Linked DNA regions of Sus scrofa: region 1 is linked to region 2. A link is a contact called in public Hi-C data. All regions are on one chromosome and are shown on one strand. The core of a region is the stretch at or near the end of the contact, and the rest is flanking DNA. Distances in the headings are between cores, read along the strand shown.

The links. Hi-C and Micro-C count contacts between places; a contact is called where the count stands out from the background.
Region 1: a Hi-C map of heart right ventricle shows a contact between it and region 2, with 3 times the contacts expected there. The contact joins two enhancer-like sites. A contact is called at or near these places in 3 of 47 Hi-C or Micro-C datasets (fetal heart ventricle, heart right ventricle and liver) and 1 of 2 datasets of contacts at active chromatin or transcription factors (skeletal muscle).

Annotation. Positions count from the first base shown.
Region 1 is chr11:16,648,587-16,652,648 of Sscrofa11.1, reverse strand. It overlaps FAM124A (protein FAM124A), which reads left to right. Exons shown (of 4, transcript XM_001925721.7): 2 at 3,751-3,782. Among named protein-coding and RNA genes, the nearest start is that of FAM124A, 7.5 kb to the left of the region's middle. Within about 2 kb of position 2,763, at least 4 of the 83 cell types and tissues checked have an H3K27ac peak or open chromatin away from gene starts, as enhancers often do.
Region 2 is chr11:16,568,762-16,573,149 of Sscrofa11.1, reverse strand. LOC110255752 (a long non-coding RNA gene) reads right to left here. Exons shown (of 4, transcript XR_002336540.1): 4 at 982-1,972. FAM124A (protein FAM124A) reads left to right here. Exons shown (of 4, transcript XM_001925721.7): 4 at 1-852. Among named protein-coding and RNA genes, the nearest start is that of SERPINE3, 70 kb to the right of the region's middle. Within about 2 kb of position 2,734, at least 11 of the 83 cell types and tissues checked have an H3K27ac peak or open chromatin away from gene starts, as enhancers often do.

The DNA.
Region 1 (4,062 bases), core at 1,514-4,013, 79 kb before region 2:
GGGCGGAATGCATTTTAAAAAGGGCTAAGTTTAAAGAACAGTACATGGGGAACTCTTGCATAGATGACAAATGATCCATTAGGTGCTGCATTATCTTTGTGTCCAGGGTGGAGTTAGATAGCTTTAAATTACCATGGCAGCGGGTTCAGGGGACTCTGAGTTAACAGATGAGGTAGGTCCATGGTGCATTGAGCTGATGTCTTACAGAAGTGTCAAGATCAGTTTTCCTGAAATGCCAAGATCAAGTCTTAGCTGAGAATTTTCCTGAAAAGGAGAATTTAGGAAGGTGCCCATTACATACCTAAATTGCCAAGTAGGCTGCTGACAGTTGTTAAGCTCTCTCAAGTGCAGACCCCTTTATATTTAATCCCTACATGTGTAGCTAGAATGAAAGCACAACCAAGGGACCAGATCTTACTTTCTGTTCCTTATTGACGCAGATGCTAAATCAAGGTAATGTTTGGATTCATGGCTACATGCGTGTCAGGTGTGTGTATATATATTTAATCCTTGTATTTCTTCTGCTCATCTGTAGCACGTGTCCATACACTTTTCATCCTAAAATGTGTGGGTTCACCTTTCCAGCTTCATTCAGGCAGAGTTGAATGTCTTATGCAGAGCCAGCTGGATAAATTCTTAGGATGTGAGGCCAATTACACAAGGTTCCCAAGACAGATACCCTGCTGCTTGCTTCCTCTTCCCTCAAAAAGCTGAGAGTACACACCCCTCCAGAGAACTGTAGTCAGTATCTGAAATTGTTTGACCCTCTTTATGCAGAAAATTGTTTCACGCTTTCCAGTGTGTCTTCCCCGGGCCATATTTCTAGTAAATAATCTTTTGGGGGGGTGGTTCATGGAATGTATTTTAAGATCTATAAAAGTTTTCATACCTTGACTCAGTCCCTCCCTATTCCCTGTTATGATAATTTTTCTAAGGAAATTAAGTATCAAACTGCATTTATAAATACCTCATCACCATGTGCTTTGCAAAAGTGAACAATCAGGAACCACCACATAGTCAACAAAAGGGAAATATTTCATTAAATTATAGTACATCACTTTATTTAAAATTATAATTAGAAGAACCTTGTAGTAGTGTTTTATGATGGAGTTTAGTGAAAAGAGCAGGTTAAAATTGTATCTCTGTCATTATGGCAACTGGGTACAAATTACATCATCAGGACTAGAGGCTGGAGAGGGGTGGGAGGTTTTAGGTGACGTGTCTTTCTGTTTGATTTCTGTTTTGATGGTGGACAGGGGTGGAAGTTGGGGTGATAAGTGAAACTGCAGAGCTGGGCAGAGGCCATCAGTCATAGAAAGAGGGGTTTATGTTGTACACTGTGGAGCTTGAATTTCATCCAGAGAGCTTTGTGCTTTGCAAAGATGGGCTGCTATATGAGGCAGGAATTGGAGCAGAGCAAGAGTGAGAGTCAGAAGACTGACCATTTGGCAGGCCTGACCTGGGCTGTGCCTTTTGTCACAAGAAACGTGGAAGAAATATGGAGAGATTCACGGCAGGGACACTTGTTATGCTGCACCTGTCCTATTATACTCCCTTTGCACTTTAAGATTCTTGAAGTATGTTTCAAATGTAAATTTCATCCTACATACATATCCATCTGGATGCACATCTTTCAAATGTATGCATGTGTGAAACCCATATGCTTCAAGAGTATTTGGAAAATCCTAGCTGAAAATGACAACAAGTTTTTAATAATTAAATAAATACGATCACACATTCTTATTGAATGTCTTATTTGAGTTGTCATGAAATTTCTTTGAAGCCTGGCCATCTTAGGATGACCACATTGTAATGGAATTGTTTTGCTGTTGCATCTACCGCAGTGGATATTGGTTGAGTACCCGCGGCATGTATATAGAGTTGCATTACTAAGTTTTGTCCTAAAGTTTATTTATGTCCTGCCTGGTCCCAGAAAGAATTTAATGCACTGATGCTGGGGTTACAAATGCTGTGTTTCAGAATGTTACTGGTCCCTGATGCTATCTTTTGCTCAGTCTCCTTCCTTTTCCCTTAGCCAGTGCGTCTCCAAGCCCAGCCAACCCAGTCTCCCTTCTAACGCCTCCCTTGCCACCACCCCCGTTCTTGCCTTTATCATTCCTACCTCCTGGTCTCCTTACAAATACTCTCTCTTTAGTTTCCTGATCAGTAATGTAAAACATTGGCTGAGATCTCTGTGAACGCAGTTGGTGATACATAGAAGGATATGCAAATGGTAGTAGTTGTTATTCTTTCCAGTTTTAAACTTCAGTGATTCTCTGACGACTAAAATATTTCATTCGAAAAGAGGGAAACCACACGCTGTTTTTCTTCCATTTTATTCCTCTCCCAACAGGTCCATGCATCGTTTTGTATGAGAGATGTAGGTTAACTAGCAGACGCCATGCTTTTTATGGTGTTTTTTTTAAAGTTCTGTATATACCTTTTTAATGTGGCTTAAGAAACTCAATACAGTGAAAACTGGATGATTCAAGAAAGGCAACATGAGACTAAATAAAAGGAGTGTATATCTTTCAAATTAAACGTAATGAACCACATCCCCTCACTACCACTTTGGCAGGATAAATCCATCCTCGCCAGAGACATTCATTTCCTACTGAGAGGACTTAGGGACACTAGCGGGGACAAAACCGATAGCTTCCATACCACGTGTGTTGCCAGAGAGGGCCAGTTTAAGAGCCGCACAAGCAGAGCAGGAACTTAGTGGAGATTAAGCAGGCAGGCTCTTGGCCAGATTCCCATTCTCACAGAGGCCGAATGCCAGCAGCGGGTTTTTTCAGCATAGACACCGATGGGTATTTTCACCCTGGCCCTAACCCTGACTTTTCCTTTTCCAGATCATAGCCCTCATCCTGTTACTCTAATATCTAGCAGGATTTCTCCCCAGATGGAACCGAAATCAGCCCTCCTTGTGCCTTGTGTTTCCTGACGGTCAGCCAGCCCTTGACAGTGGAAGCCCCCCCAGCCAGGCCTTGGAATCCCTCGCCAGGGTCCACCTGCCCCTGCTGACATCAGCAAAGACACATTTCCCCGTGGAGTGGCGCTAGCATTTGAAAGGCGCTTGTTGGCTGTGGTTTAACCGTTCAGGGAGTTGTGAATCCCTTTGAGAATCTATTGGAAACTTGGAGCCTTCTCCCTAAAAAAAATAAGCTTCCATTCAAAAATTTGCCAGTAACGTTAGAAGGTTCGGGACTCATCTGGCCTCCCATCTGGGAGATTCACAGAGCCCCTGTGAAGGACCCCAGATTCTCAGATGCCTTTAAAGTTAGGTTCTCAGGGAGTTCCCGTTGGGGCACAGTGGAAACAAATCCCACCAGTATCCATAAGGATGTGGGTTCGATCCCTGGCCTCGCTCAGTGGGTTAAAGATCCAGCATTGCCATGAGCTGTGGTGTAGGTCCTGGACTCAGCTCCGATCCTGCATTGCTGTGGCTGTGGTGTAGGCCGGCAGCAGCCAGCTCCAATTCGACCCCTAGCCCGGAAACTTCCATATGCCACAGGTGTGGCCCTAAAAAGCAAACAGATCAATCAATCAATAAAAAAGCTGTGGTTTCGAATTCAGACATAACCTGATTTTGCACAAAACAGCCCTCAGCATGACAGGGTTTGATGGGTGACATTTCTTGACCAGTAAAATGCTACTTACCACGGACTAAAATTCTCTCTTGAAGAAATCACTTGAATAGAGAAAAACAATGTCTAATCCTACTAATACGAAGGTTTTGTGTTTCAGGTCCGACTACAGCCACATGTCCTCCACCAGCAGTAAGTACGGCTTAATTGTCCTTCAGCCCTGGGCTCAGCCCCAGCTCTGCATGTAGAGAGGACCATCCTCGGAACCCTTGCCTTGATAGTAAGACTCCCGGAGGGTGTCCTTGCCAAGGCATGTGATGCAGGATCCTCTGACTCTGCGAGGGGAGGCTTTTCCTGGGGACTTTGACTGTCCCTTGATTTCAGGGCTAGACGTGCCACTACTTTTATGGAAATTCAGCCTGGAGGAATTAGCCCAGGCTCTATGAACACAGATGCTTGGAAAACACCTTCT
Region 2 (4,388 bases), core at 1,485-3,984:
GGAGGGTCAGATTTGGCCCAAGTATCGCAGTTGCCAACCCCTGCGCCAGACTGCGGTTGGTAAGAGATCCCAGCTGCGGTCAATGATAAAGAACGGAGGTTGCAGCCCTCTGCTCCTGTGGAGCCTGAGACCAAGAAAATGTGCCGCTGGAGCCAAGCTGTTGACGACAGAACCACAGAGCTTCTTCCTGCAGAGATGATTCCTAGAAGGCCACTGGCTGTCCACCTTCTGCCCAGAAACATGACTCACAGCAAGTGGCAGATCCTGCAAAACCACATGCTAATCACTCAGAGGTGCTGACTCAGCCCCCAACACGCGGGAGGCCAGCTCAGGAGTAGCACAGTCATTGCAGCATCAACAAGTGGACCAGCAGCCAAGTGATGGCACCTCTGGTCCTCACCCTTCAGCAGTACCCTCAGTCCAGAATATTCACACGCGCCCCTGCGGATGCTTTAGAGCCCAACTCTGATGCGCCTCGACCCCATCCTTTCTCACTGCCCCCCCACCCCCCGGCCTCAGCACAGCACAGTCTACCAAACTGAGTGGCCCCAAAGGATGGTAGCGAACCCCTTAAAAGCAGAAAATGCAAGATGCTCCCATAGTGACATGAGGGGAGAAGGGGACAGAAGCCCACCCCCGACCACATTCAGGTGCTCCCCTCCCTGTGTTCTGGTCAGAGACGGAGAAGGAGCCACAGAGACACTACTGACAGGGCAGAGCTTCCCTTTCTGACCCCCCACCAGCACTGTCCTCATCCAGGAGGGCCCGGAGACCCACGGGGGGATCCTGAATCTTGAGTTATTACTGTGATGAAGGCCGGCATACTGTAGATGCTCAATAAATTTCTTTAATTAAAAAACACGGAGGCTGTCTCAAATTATTTTTCTCCTGGACTCAGCTGTGGTGGAGGATATCGAGATTTTAGCCCTCGTTTATTATTTGATGGACAAAAAGCCGTGTCTCCTTGACCCTGCGCTTCCCTCAGCCCCGCCCTGGGGCGGGGGGGGCCGCTGGTACCAAGTGCCCTGGTCTAGCTCACACCCATCCCTTACTTGCCTCTTTTCCACATCACAGCTCATGGCCCCACCATGGCTCACCCTACACACCACCTGGAACCTGCTTTAAACAGCAGGTGCTTCTGGGGGTCCCAAGCCTACCAAGCCCTACAGAAATGATTTGGGGTCCCTCTCAGTTGGGGTGTCTGTGGGGGAGGGTGGCGAGCCACTGAGGAGGCTTTTGTGATGGTGGAAGGGCTGATGGAGCCCTGGGTGCTGCTGGAACCCTGAGACCCTTAGACGGGGAGCTGTCACCTGGAAGACTATCGGTCTGCCACCGTCTAGTGCTCTCCGGGTGCGGCCACATGTTCACTTGTACAGAGCAGACTGTGGAGTCCATGGCTGATCTCTTTAGCCCCATGTAAGCCCAAGAGAAATGCAAGTACTCCCTACCCGCCTACCGGGCCTTCTGTAGATGAAGGAATTCTCCAATCCATCAGGTAGGAGGTACCCAAGTAGACTCAGCATTCCTAGGAAAGATTCTTTGCTTTGTGGCCGCATCCACGGCTTATGGAAGTTCCCAGGCCAGGGACTGAATCTGAGCTGCAGCTATGACAGCACTGGATCCTTAACCCACTGCACTGGGCCTGGGGTTGAACCTGTGCCTCCGCATGCCACTCCAGTTAGGTTCTCAACCCACTGGGCCACAGCAGGAACTCCTAGAAGAGATTTTTCAGAACAAAGAAAACTGTTGAGAGCTTCTCCCTCCTATGTCTTCAGAACACAACGATGACCAGTTCTTGGCAGTGATTCCAAGTCTGAATTCCAGGAGAGCAGCAGGAAGAGCTGAACAGGTCACCTCCTCCTCTGCGCCCAGGGCCACAGCACGCCACGTTCCGGGTCTGGACGGAAATGCCCCCTCATGATTGTAGGATTCAGCTTCTCTTTCATTCTCTGAAAATACAACTGATCAGATCCTATTAGAGGCATGAGAAAACAACACAAGAAATCACCATGAGTAAAAATGGATTCTCAAAGGAAACAGCTTTTGTCATGACTACTGTCACAACTGGGTTCAGGGAGGACATGAATTTAAAGATTTTTATATAACTACATTCTTCCAGCTTCTACTGAAGGCTCTTTTTTTTTTTTTTTGGTCTTTTTGCCATTTCTTGGGCAGCTCCTGGGGCATATGGAGGTTCCCAGGCTAGGGGTCGAATCGGAGCTGTAGCCACCGGCCTACGCCAGAGCCACAGCAACGTGGGATCCGAGCCTCGTCTGTGACCTACACCACAGCTCACGGCGACGCTAGATCTTTAACCCACTGAGCAAGGCCAGGGATGGAACCCACCACCTCATGGTTCCTAGTCAGATTCGATAACCACTACACCACGACGGGAACTCCTGAAGGCTCTTTTTCTCGTCTTGGGCATAGAGGCCGAGATACAGAAGAGCTTTAAAGGACCTAATTTCCCCGAGTGAATAACAGAGGCAAACGTTAATGGTAATGTCAGCACGACCAGTTCTTAACAGTTTCTATTTTAGGGGTGTGCTCACTGTTGTCCAGTTCTGTGCCTCAAACCAGGAGCAGTATGTTCATTCCAAAAAGAAGTCTGAAAAGCTTGGGGAAGCTGAAAAGTACTCCCCCACCCCCTCCCTCGACTCACACCCTCAACTCTCCATTTGTGGGTAAGTCTCCTCCTGCCACTGCCTCGGATGGTGGAGAAAACGGAGCTGCTTCCAAGGAAGATGAACAGCCCAGAGCTGGTCCCTTCTGGTTGGGAGCTGCCCTGCCTTATTTGAAACATGGATCTTACAAGTTGAGCATCTGAAAGAAACCAGCCAGGCTCCCTTAGGGTCGGCTTTGCCCAGTCCCTAGAACAAAAGCCAGAGCATTTTGGACAGGAGCAACCTAAACATGTATCAAGCAGTCCAAGAGATGGTCAGTTACACAAACACTTTCAGGCCAAACTGCCTGGCGGAGGGTGGCCGTGGGAAAGCTTTGGTGCCACCTAGTGGCCGCCATGCGGGAGGGCCAGCAACAGCTCTCTTCCCTGCAGAAGACTCCGCCCTGATCAACGCGCAGAGGCATTGCACCTCCACTAATTATTCTGTATTTGATTATTTTATTGCCACAACGTGCTGAGGCAACTGAAATAACGATGACATGAGACGATGCAAACAGAAAGAGAAAATCCAGGCTAAAGAAAAAAGAGCCTAGAAAAAACGCCAACCATGAAGGAAAATTGCTGCAGATGAATTTCCTAGAAGCCAAAGCAAAAAGGGAAATGTGACCAGCTTAGTGGTTCTCATTGATGATGAGAGAATCCAGTGACACTGTCTTTTTTTTTTTTCCCTCCCGCAGTTGACTTTTTTTTTTTTTTAATTTTCCCACTGTACAGCAAGGGGGTCAGATTATCTGTACATGTATACATTACAATTACATTTTTCCCCCACCCTTTCTTCTGTTGCAACATGAGTATCTAGACAAAGTTCTCAATGCTATTCAGCAGGATCTCCTTGTCAGTGACACTGTCTTATTTCATTGTAATTTAGCTTGCCTCAATGCCCCTTCTCAACAGAAACCAGGTTTTTCTTAGCACAGATGTCTAAAATTGCTTTCTCAGAAGGGGGTTTTCATAAGGGATTTTCTCTGTAGGGTAGGTGACCAATTTGGTCCAAGTCGGTAGCTTTCCTGATTGAAGGATGGCATTTCTAAGACCCGGAGGAGAAGACACGGCCACGTGCTTTGTAAAAGCTCCCTGAACATCTCCAGCTGTAGTGGGAAGAGGGAAATTTGGCCCTGGGCAGAAAGCATGCAAGCTGGCTTCCTCCAGTCCGTTGAGACCAGATCTGCAGAGTTTGGCAAGCAGAGGACAAGTGGTGAGGCAGGCACCCTCCTGGGAGACTCAGGCTCCCACCCACAGTCCTAGCCCACAGCTCCTAGAGGCCCCCTGCATCCCTGGCTACAGTCTGCAGGTCCAAAGCCAATCCAATTCTCTAACCTCACTCCCCACTGGTTAAAAAGGCTTCTGGCACTTCAAAGCCCTTCCAGAGAAGTCATAAATTCCCTCAGCCTACCCTCCACTGAGATTCCTGAAAACTGACAGGAATTCAGTTCCCTCCACTTGTTTCACTGATCTGAGTGGATTTATTTATTCAACAAGTATTTACTGAGTCCCACGATGGTTTAAAGAAACAGTGCAACATATAAAAACTACATAACATCTTCATTTCCACTCACATGCTGGTAAATTTGATATAATGCTCACTAACAATAATAATAAAGTTTAAAATCCAGGATGCACCAAGTACTGCATCGTTTGATCCCTGGGTCAAATGAGTTGATAAGCAAACCTCATAGAACAACTGCATGTCAGCCAAGGGGACCTG